Linked DNA regions of Mus musculus: regions 2 and 3 are each linked to region 1. Evidence: chromatin contacts called from public HiChIP or PLAC-seq and promoter capture Hi-C data. All regions are on one chromosome and are shown on one strand. The core of a region is the stretch at or near the end of the contact, and the rest is flanking DNA. Distances in the headings are between cores, read along the strand shown.

Region 1 (3,113 bases), core at 211-2,710:
TGTGTCTCCATTCAGTATGTTTCAAAATCTCTTAATCCCCCTATTGCTTCTTCTGTCCCTTGTAATCTTAAAAACTCTCCATGGCCAGTAAACTCTTTCAGGGGCTTGTTTGTTTTTATAAATTATCTGCTTCTTTTAGGTTCATAATTTTTTACTTGTGTAACCTCATCTACCAAGCAGGGACTGGGCTAGTGCTGTAAAGCGTTAATAAGTTCTAGATGTAAAGACTTGGTACATAGTCATGTTGAGAAAGGTAGTTCTTGGTGCTTCTCCTCTTCTTCTGCTGGATGCCAAGAAGGAAGACTCCTGGCTCGTTATCTCCAGGTTATTTCTCCGGTTGGGGGGTTGTGTTAATATGTCACTTTGGGAGATGAAGTAATGTCCCCCTCAGGACAAAGAGCAAGTCTACTGTATTCCTTTGTACAGAATGGCAACCTTTCCAAGTTGTGTGTCTTAGGCTCTGATACCTTAGGGGAACATCACTCATCAGAGCTCTTTATCTACATGGTGCTTGGTGGGGAAGAACTGAGAATACCTGAGGAGGCTGATACTGTTTCCTTTGTCTTTGCTTTGTGGAATCTTGTGTATTCTACAACATCTACTAAACAGGAATGGATTAACTAGTGACCTTATCAGTAGGGGGAAATCAAATACCAAAGTGGAGCAGTGATGGCGTAGATTGCTATGTGCATTATTTCTGTCATTACTTGCTGTCACCAGGCACCCAGCTCTATCAAGTTTATATCCTGCCAGATCGCCAAAAACACCAACTGCATGCTTTCTAAGAATTCTCTTGTGCTATTGGAAGAAATGAAATAAACAAGATAAAAGCAACTTCAAAACTCTTGCTAAATTAAAATTATTGACCACTTTAATATCCAGTTCTAAATCATGGAAGCTGTTGTTTTCCTCCACACATGCTTTTTTGTATGTCTGTATATAGCCGTGAAGTTGCAATAACATGGAAAAGAAAGTTGCGCAAAAACAGCTGAGCTTTAAATGCTGTTACATAATTGCTGCTTGACTTTGGTAACACTAAAGTTCCGTATCCTAATACTTGAAATAAGGAACCGAATTCACGATCTGGTTGTATCACTTGATTGCTGGGGCTTTGTCCAACATGAATATACAAATGAATAACCGATTCAAGATTGCAATGAATCACCAACTAGTGGTCGGGCATAATCCCAGCAATCAGGAGGCAGAGGCAGGTGGATCTCTGAGTTTGAGGTCGGCCTGCTTTACAGAGCCAGTTCAGGACAGCAAGGGCTACAAAGGGAAACCCTGTCTCGAAAAAACAAAACAAAAAAAGATTCTCATCATCCAACCAAGGAAACTTAACCAGAGCCCAAAGCCCAATAAACCACAACTCCCAGAAGGCTTTGAGCCCGGATGCGTCATGCACCATTTGCAGAACTACATCTCCCAGGAGGCCCTGCAGCGCCCAACCGTCTGCTTCTCCCGCCTTGCTCCCTTTTCCTCACCCCCTCGCAGCGCGGTGGCCCACTAGCTCCAGCGGTCGGCGGAGCGGGCGCGCGCCGGGGTCGCGCGGCTGCCGGAGGGGGCGGGCGCGCGCCGGAGGAGTGGAGGCGTAGGGGGGCGGGGGACCGCTCGCTTGCTCGCAAGATGGCGGACGAGGACGGGGAAGGTATTCACCCCTCAGCCCCGCACCGGAATGGAGGCGGCGGCGGGGGGTCTGGGCTCCACTGCGCCGGGAACGGTGGCGGGGGAGGCGGCGGCCCGCGGGTCGTGCGCATTGTCAAGTCCGAATCCGGCTACGGCTTCAACGTGCGGGGCCAAGTGAGCGAGGGCGGGCAACTGCGGAGCATCAACGGGGAGCTGTACGCGCCGCTGCAGCATGTGAGCGCCGTGCTGCCCGGGGGGGCGGCCGACCGGGCCGGGGTGCGCAAAGGGGACCGCATCCTGGAGGTGTGAGTATCGCTGCCGCCACGCCCCGTCCTCCTATCCTTCGCCTGTCCTGGCCCCGCACCCTGTCACCCAGGCCGCACCTCTCTTAGCTCGAGAGCCTGCCGCGACCCTCGCCCCCCGCGGGCCTTCGCGGCCCGGCTTGGAGCCTCCTGCTTTCCTGGCGTCTCCAGTTTGTGCTCTCCCTGCTGCTCCCATGCCTTTGGCTGCTCTCAACCCGTTTGCCTTCTTCTATAGCATGCCTCTTTCTGCCCCTTACTGAGGGAGTCTCCTTTCGACCTAGCCAGTACTGTGTCCTCCCCAACTTTTCATCTTTAGCATCATAGTTTCCTGGTCGCTGCCACTCCCCTCAGACCTTGTGGACTGTCCCTTCTGCCCTCTAGACCTGATAGGACCTGTGGTCAGCTCATTTTCCTCTGGAGGCATCATTTCTCCCCACCTTAACCCTCCACCCACTTTCCTTAGTTATTCCCCGTTATGATAAAAGCACACCGACATTTTTGCATCCACCGTTTGGCCTTTTCTCCCCTCTTCTTCTTTGTAGTCACACCATCTCGAGTATACCTTATCACATGCGTTTTTGGGGGAGGGGTTGCAACCTGATTTTCAGGCTAGCTTCTCCATGGCTACATTGCTTTTGAGTACAGCCTTTTCTGGCTCCCCGACTTCCCACGTGCACCACTCCTCACACCTTGGAGTTCGGTTTAATAGTGCTCCTAGCTCCTGCTTCCCTCAGACTGCAGTCGACTTAGGTCTTTGCCCGCTCCGTTTTCCTCCTGCTCTGTGCTATTGCAATCCTACACTTTAAATTTCTCGACGTAGCTTTCCCTTCTCTTTTTAAGGCCCCTTCTGCTGTTGCAACCCACCTTCTGCTGCAGTCTTCCTTCATCGAACTTGTTCAGGCTCACTTGTCACCACCACATCCCTTAAAGCTCCAGAGATGTTGTCTTGGCAGTTTGAACGCAGACCTCCACTGCCCTAAGCTGTGTTGTGGTTGTGATTTTGTACTTTGTCCTAAATTTGTATAGTGGTTGTTGGTTGACTTGTTGGCGCTGTGTGCTCTCATTGTCTCCATTCTCCTTCAATCCTGGATCTCTCCTTACTGCATCTATATTGTATCGCCCCCCCCTCCCCGCCCCCCACACGCAGCCTCTCCTTCCATGATGGGATTTACTCACACAAGTCTT
Region 2 (3,113 bases), core at 156-2,655, 560 kb before region 1:
AACTCTGAGACAGGCCAGTGAAACTATGCCTCAAAGAAAGTGAACCAGACCAGGTTCCTGAAGATGACATCAGAAATTGTTCTCTGAAGCCCGGCGTGGTGGCACACACCTTTAATCCCAGCCCTTGGGAGGCAGAGGCAGGCAGATTTCTGAGTTTGAGGCCAGCCTAGTCTACAGAGTGAGTTCCAGGACAGTAGGACAGTCAGGGCTATACAGAGAAACCCTGTCTCAAAAAACCGAAAGAAAGAAAGAAAGAAAGAGAGAGAGAAATAAATAAATAAATAAATTGTTCTCTGGTCTACACACATGCACACACTAAATATGTTTTTAAAGACTTTTATTGTTTGTATGTATGTGTATTCTACATGTGTGTAGGTATCCAAGGAGACCAGAAGGTATTAGATCCACTGGAACTAACTAGTGGTTATGAACCACCAGATATAGGTGCTGGGAATAAAAGTCAGAACATCTGGAAGATCAGTGAGTCACTGAGCCATGGAGTCGCTGACTCCAGTCTCTGGAAGCCCCCAAATCAGTTTTTAAATCCCTGAATCCTAAGGCCTTTTTTTGGGTTCTCAATCTGTGCTGAAGAAAGCTATATAATTCACTCCTTTAAAGATTTGTGTGTCTGTGTGTGCCCAAGTGTATGTTCATGTACTGATTTATTCAGGTGACTCTGGAGGCCAGAAGAGAACACTGGAATTCCTGGAGCTGGAGTTGTGGGTGGTTTTTCCAAGACAAGAATTTTACTATGCAGCCCTGGCTGGCCTGGAGCTCACTCTGTAGACCAGGCTGGCCTTGAACTCAAAGATTGGATTGTCTCTGCCTCCAGAATGCTGGGATTAAAGGTGTAGTTTTGCCTCATTGGAGTCTACCCTCATTTATCAGGCCCTTTAAAGCTATTAAGCTCTGTACTCCAGCGTTTTGGCTCGATGCTGACACCTGCTGGTCACGCATGGCTCAGCAGCCCTAACCTTGGCACCTACCTCCTGCCTGCTCTGGCTGGGGCAGTCTGTGCCAATCTTACCTTCTAGGGCCTGAAGATGCTTGTATAATGCTGTTCTACTACACCACTCGATGATCTTTCAGTACTTCCCTCACTGTCTCTCACATTAAAATCTGGACTCTGCACGGTTTTCAGTACCACAAAAATATTAGGCAGCAAGAAAGAAGCAGACCTTTTATTAGGTGGAGGTGTGTAAATCCGTCCTTGCCACTTCAGAGTTGGTGCTTCCTACAGAATTCCATTCCTTTTGACCTTTGTCTTATTTCTAGGTGGCTCTTGGGACACTGGACTTCTTGGTGACAGTGATGATGAACCGGAGGTGGAGAGTAGATAGGCGGGGCCTGGGGTGGGGCTAGACCAAAGGGCCTCTTAGGAGCTTCTCCATTCTGTGAGCTCTCAGAAACATCCAAGGCCAGACTGGCACCCAGCACACGGCAGGTGAGAGTCTGGCAATGACAGAGGGTGGGTTTCGGGGTGACACTGACAGGATATCCTGACCCTTTCACCTTCACCTTTCTTTCTGTCTTGTGAAACTCTCGCTTGTAGAATTCTTGGGTCTCCCCCTCTCTCCCCAGAACCATTTTAGTGTATTTAGTGGATGGGGCAAGGCTGTCTGAGAGTGAGACCTGGCTTGGGATGGTGGCTGAGTCTAGAGCTGAGGGACAGAGATGCACATGGGGTAACGACTAGAGATTTAGAGATCTACAGTATCTTCGGACATGGAAGTACAGTGACGCAAAGTGAAAGAAACCTTTGCTAGGCTAGAGATTCATGAGGGTCACGTAGAGGCTGGGACAAAAAGAGCGAGTGACATAGCTACCCTGGGAGGACTGGGGACCTAGTTGGAGATGGCAAAGGGAGCAATAGAGAGCTGGGTAAGAGGAGGGCAGGTAGGGAAGGAAAGCGGGCCCCTATAGAAAAATCATCTCCAGTGTGAAAGATCCACAGGGCAAGGCAGAAACAAATCAAGATGGCAGGTTCCCATTGGAGTGATTCGGCTGCCGGAGAGAGCCCCCTGGCTGTCCTCCCTCTGAGAGGACTCCTATTTTCATTTGAGGGAGAGGGTGAGGTTGCTCCTTCATTGCGGTCACAGCCACATCCTGCAGAGCCGGGGAGGGGGAAGTAAGAAGCAAAACAACCAGAAGAAGCACAGTCAAGGCCCATGGTGAGAAGACCCTGTCCGTAGGCACAGGATATACCACCAAGAAGGCCTCGCTCTGCTCAGCCTAGCCAGCCTGAGACCACTACCTGCTGCCGCAGCCACCCTTCAAAAGAGCGCCCTCCTTGTTGGAGGGCGAATGTGGAGGGGTTATTTGACTTGTAGCCTATTTTTTCTCATAATTTGTGTCTGTTATTTATTATGTATATGTGTGAGTAGAGGCCAGAGGTGTTGGGTCTCCCTGGAGCTAAAGTTATAGGTGACTGTGAGCATCTGTTGTCTGAGAGTGTTGTCCCACTCCTTGAAGCCTGTTTTCATACTTACTAGGCCAAGTTGCTTAAGATCTCTTAGCTTTGCCCAGAGGTGGTGGCACATGCCTTTAATCCCATCACTTAGGAGGCAGAGGCAGGCAGATCTCAGTTCAAGGCCACCCTGGTCTACAGAGCGAGTTCTAGGACAGCCAGGGTTATACAGAGAAACTTTTGTCTTGAAAAAACAAAAACAACAAAAAAGAGTCCTTCAGTCTGAGATTTCTCTCTGTAAAACAGGGCTTGTCACCCATATGAAGTTGGTAAACCAAGACAGTTAATATCAAACACTTGGCACACAGTAGGTTCTTTAAAAAAAAAAAAGCCAAGTGTTCTATTTAAGATTCTGGAGACCCTATATCTCTCACTTCTTTTAAGACTTTATGGTACCCCCACTGACATGAGCTTTGGATCTCAAGCCTGGAAACAGAGGGGCGCTGTGCAAATTCCCTGTCGGTCGGCCGCCGCATAGCCCACTGCCCTGACTCCAGCCATGCCCACACTCCTCCAGCCAGGCTCTCCCTGCTCCTCGCGGCTGTTTTGGAGACACAAATGTCTTGTTTACAGCACGGAAGGGAAAAAGCAGAAGCAAAGCCTACAGGATGGAGGGGCCCAGGGGAGTGGGAAGACAAAGCAGGCA
Region 3 (3,113 bases), core at 460-2,959, 520 kb before region 1:
GATAATTCTGTTTTTAACTGCCTTATGCATTTAGGTCCTTTTTGCCTACTTACAATTTCAGAGTCTGAAATAGCTTTAATCTCTACCTCAATTGATTTTTAGAGCACCTTAGGAAATAGAATCAACTGAGTTTACACTTAACTCAAGTGTTTGTTAACTTGTGCAAGAGGAGGGCAGAGGAAAACTTGAATGGATCAATTCTCTTATCCCATCTCATGGACCTAGGCATAGTTTGGTGCCTTTATCTGATGAGTGGTCTTAACAGTTCCCAGGTGACTGAATGCCTTTTCTGGAAATATAGACAATTTATTCAACAGTATTTACTAAGTATCTGTGAGACACAACTTCACCTGTGAGTGAATAGCACTGTCTGACACCAGTAACAGCAGGGCGAAGGTTTCAGGTACAGTACAACATACAATACTTCAGTGCTACCGAGTCAAAATGCTGTTGAATTAGTGATGCTAATTCTATCAAATGAAGTTTGTCAATCTTTAGTACCCAAGGGAGCACAAAGAATCCAGCAGATGGCAGTAAGGAAACAAATATTTTAGGTCTTGAAGGCAGAGGAAGAAATCTGAGGTTAAGGAATGGGAGATATTTGATGGATACTCTGGCCCTGGGTTCCCTTTGGAGGAACATCTGGATAGGTGTCCAGGCCACTTTAGAACCAATAAGCTGGAGGTTTTTTCCCATGCCTTTTATTTATTCATTTCACAAATAATTATTGAGTGATTACCTTGTACAAAAATGTGACAGGAGGTGGACATAGAACTTTAGCACACAGTCTTTGCTTTTCAGAAGCGCTTGTTCAAAAAGGCCTTCCCTAGGCTTCCCATAATATTCACAGCTGCTAGGGTTCTTTGTAAAAACTGGGCAGAGGGCTGGTGAGATGGCTCAGTGGGTAAGAGCACCCGACTGCTCTTCCGAAGATCCAGAGTTCAAATCCCAGCAACCACATGGTGGCTCACAACCATCCCTAATGAAATCTGATGCCCTCTTCTGGAGTGTCTGAAGACAGCTACAGTGTACTTACATATAATCAATAAATAAATCTTTAAAAAAAAAAAAAAAAAACTGGGCAGAGTTCATATGACAACTAGGCTAGAGTAGAATCCCTCTGTATTTCTATGCCCTTTGGAGTATAGATAATTAGCAACTGAATGCTAAGGAGGACTTTGGATAGGGGGAGGTTATTTGATAGTCTGTAGTCTTTTTTTTATCAGGTCTTTTAAACTTTGTTTTTATGTATTTTTCTTACTTTTCTTCTTATATTGTTGACAAATCCTCATTGCCTTATTTATCAAATATTTACATTTAATGAACTCTGTCGCTGTGTCTAGCACTGTTTGAAGTAAACAAAACATCTATTTTTATGTCTTTAGAAGGAAGATCCCACAAGCCGACACCTTAAACAGTAAAGGCTGGAAGAATTCTTGATGGTTGTGATGTTTTGTAGTGCACAAGAGCTTAACATTTCGGACTTGACACAGAGCTGCGTTCCGAATTCTTTCCAGGACTGTCATTTGAGGAGCTCAGTCCATCTCGGTCCAGCTGATTCTTAACAAGAGTTCTTAGCAACCCGATCAAAGATACGAACCTATATTGGCCTACTGAGCCACCGTAGACTCACGGTCTACGGTCGGTGGATTCCTTGGGGTGTGGCATCATCTGTCACGTGATCCGAAGTCCCCTCTGATTGGCTTCTCTTTTCTCCGGCTAGATAGACGAACGCCGAGAAGCTGTGGCGCATGCGCAATACCGGGGTTTCCTTGGCCGCCCACCCTGAGCCGAGCGGTGGAGTTGGGGATAAACAGGCAGTGGCTGGGGAGGTGAGGGAGGGGGGGCATTCGCTTTTGGGGGCACCTCAGGTGCCTAGGTTTTCCTTTAGGTTTGTTCTATCCGAGACGCGGGACTCCCGGGGCCCGGCTCAAGTGTTCCTGTCTGGTAAGAGAAGGTAGCTTTGGCGGAGAGCAGTTCAAGTTGCTAGGAAGGTGCGAGACTGCAGCTCTCCCCCATGCCGGGCAAGTGGTGCGGTCCTGAGCTTGTCCTGGAGCCTGAACAACGCCTGTGAGAAGCCCGCCGAACGCGGGTTCTGTGAAGAGACGTGGGGAAGATTCGATTCCGAGAAAAGGAAAAGCCGGATTGAAAGGGAGCGAAGCCGCTGAGGGGGAGGGGGCTGCCAAGATGGCGTCCGCCTCCTCAGGGCCAGCGGCGGCCGGGTTTTCATCCCTTGATGCCGGGGCCCCTGCTGGTACCGCAGGTGAGTCGGGTGGGACGCGGGCAGCCGACTGAGGAGGACTGTGAGATGGGAACAAGACCGAGTCCTGGGAGGGGACCTGTGGTTGAGGATGTCCGAGGGGTTGCCCCTAAGGGAGGACAGGACCGGACTTTGAAGTAGACAATTCTATTACTAGAGGAGTCTGGGGGAAAGGATGGATGTCGCTGAGAAAAAGGGAAGCTGACGAAAACTCACACAGTGTCTCAGAGGCGACTGCGTTGAGAACTTTGAGGAGGAAGGATGGAGACTGAAGGTTGGGGGTTAAGAGAGAAACGACAACAGGAGTGGAGAAACGAATCAGTGGAGACTGAGGATACAGCTTAGTAGTGGAGATCTCGTCTAGCATGCATCAGGATCTGGGCTTAATAAGACAAAATAACGTAAACGGAGTATTGGTAGATAAAGGTGTAAGGTAGATACCAAAGTGATTGTGAAATTAATAGATCAAAATGTTGAGGGGATTATGGAACTTAAAAGTAATGGAGAGTCATGGGAATTGTGGATTTTATTGGGAGTAAGTTCCTGGAGTGGCTTTCCGCTCAGACTCCCTCCCCCACCCCCCGCCCGCCCCCCTCCCAGTGCGTCATTCCTCCTCTCATCTCTTGTCAGCAGCAGCCAGCCACATGCTTACTTTCTCACATTAACTCTTTAGGGGATTCCTATCTTTAGGTTGTACAACTGTGGAAAGGAATGAGGAGTTGTGTTGTTTTGTATTTTGATACAGGCACTTCTTATGCCTTCCTGACTGGCCTTAGTGCTGGGATCATGGGAGCTTACTATAGTCAGCACAGAGGGAAACATTGGAAACATCTAAAGGATGAGGAGGGAGGTC

What was found. Promoter capture Hi-C pulls out the DNA fragments that hold promoters and counts their contacts. HiChIP or PLAC-seq counts read pairs in DNA pulled down with a chosen protein or histone mark.
Region 2: a contact with region 1 is called in a promoter capture Hi-C map of pre-B cells. The contact joins the promoter of Tnfaip8l2 here to the promoter of Snx27 in region 1. A contact is called at or near these places in 3 of 39 promoter capture datasets (liver, pre-B cells and stem cell-derived epiblast-like cells).
Region 3: an H3K27ac HiChIP or PLAC-seq map of microglia shows a contact between it and region 1, with 4 times the contacts expected there. The contact joins the promoter of Pip5k1a here to the promoter of Snx27 in region 1. A contact is called at or near these places in 1 of 39 promoter capture datasets (pre-B cells) and 2 of 115 datasets of contacts at active chromatin or transcription factors (microglia and pancreatic cancer cells).

The regions. Positions count from the first base shown.
Region 1 is chr3:94,581,063-94,584,175 of GRCm38.p6, reverse strand. Snx27 (sorting nexin family member 27) reads left to right here and starts at 1,460. Exons shown (of 12, transcript NM_001082484.2): 1 at 1,460-1,931. The coding sequence starts at 1,627.
Region 2 is chr3:95,140,646-95,143,758 of GRCm38.p6, reverse strand. Tnfaip8l2 (tumor necrosis factor, alpha-induced protein 8-like 2) reads left to right here and starts at 1,405. Exons shown (of 2, transcript NM_027206.3): 1 at 1,405-1,444.
Region 3 is chr3:95,105,526-95,108,638 of GRCm38.p6, reverse strand. It overlaps Pip5k1a (phosphatidylinositol-4-phosphate 5-kinase, type 1 alpha), which reads left to right and starts at 1,709. Exons shown (of 15, transcript NM_008847.3): 1 at 1,709-2,263. The coding sequence starts at 2,188.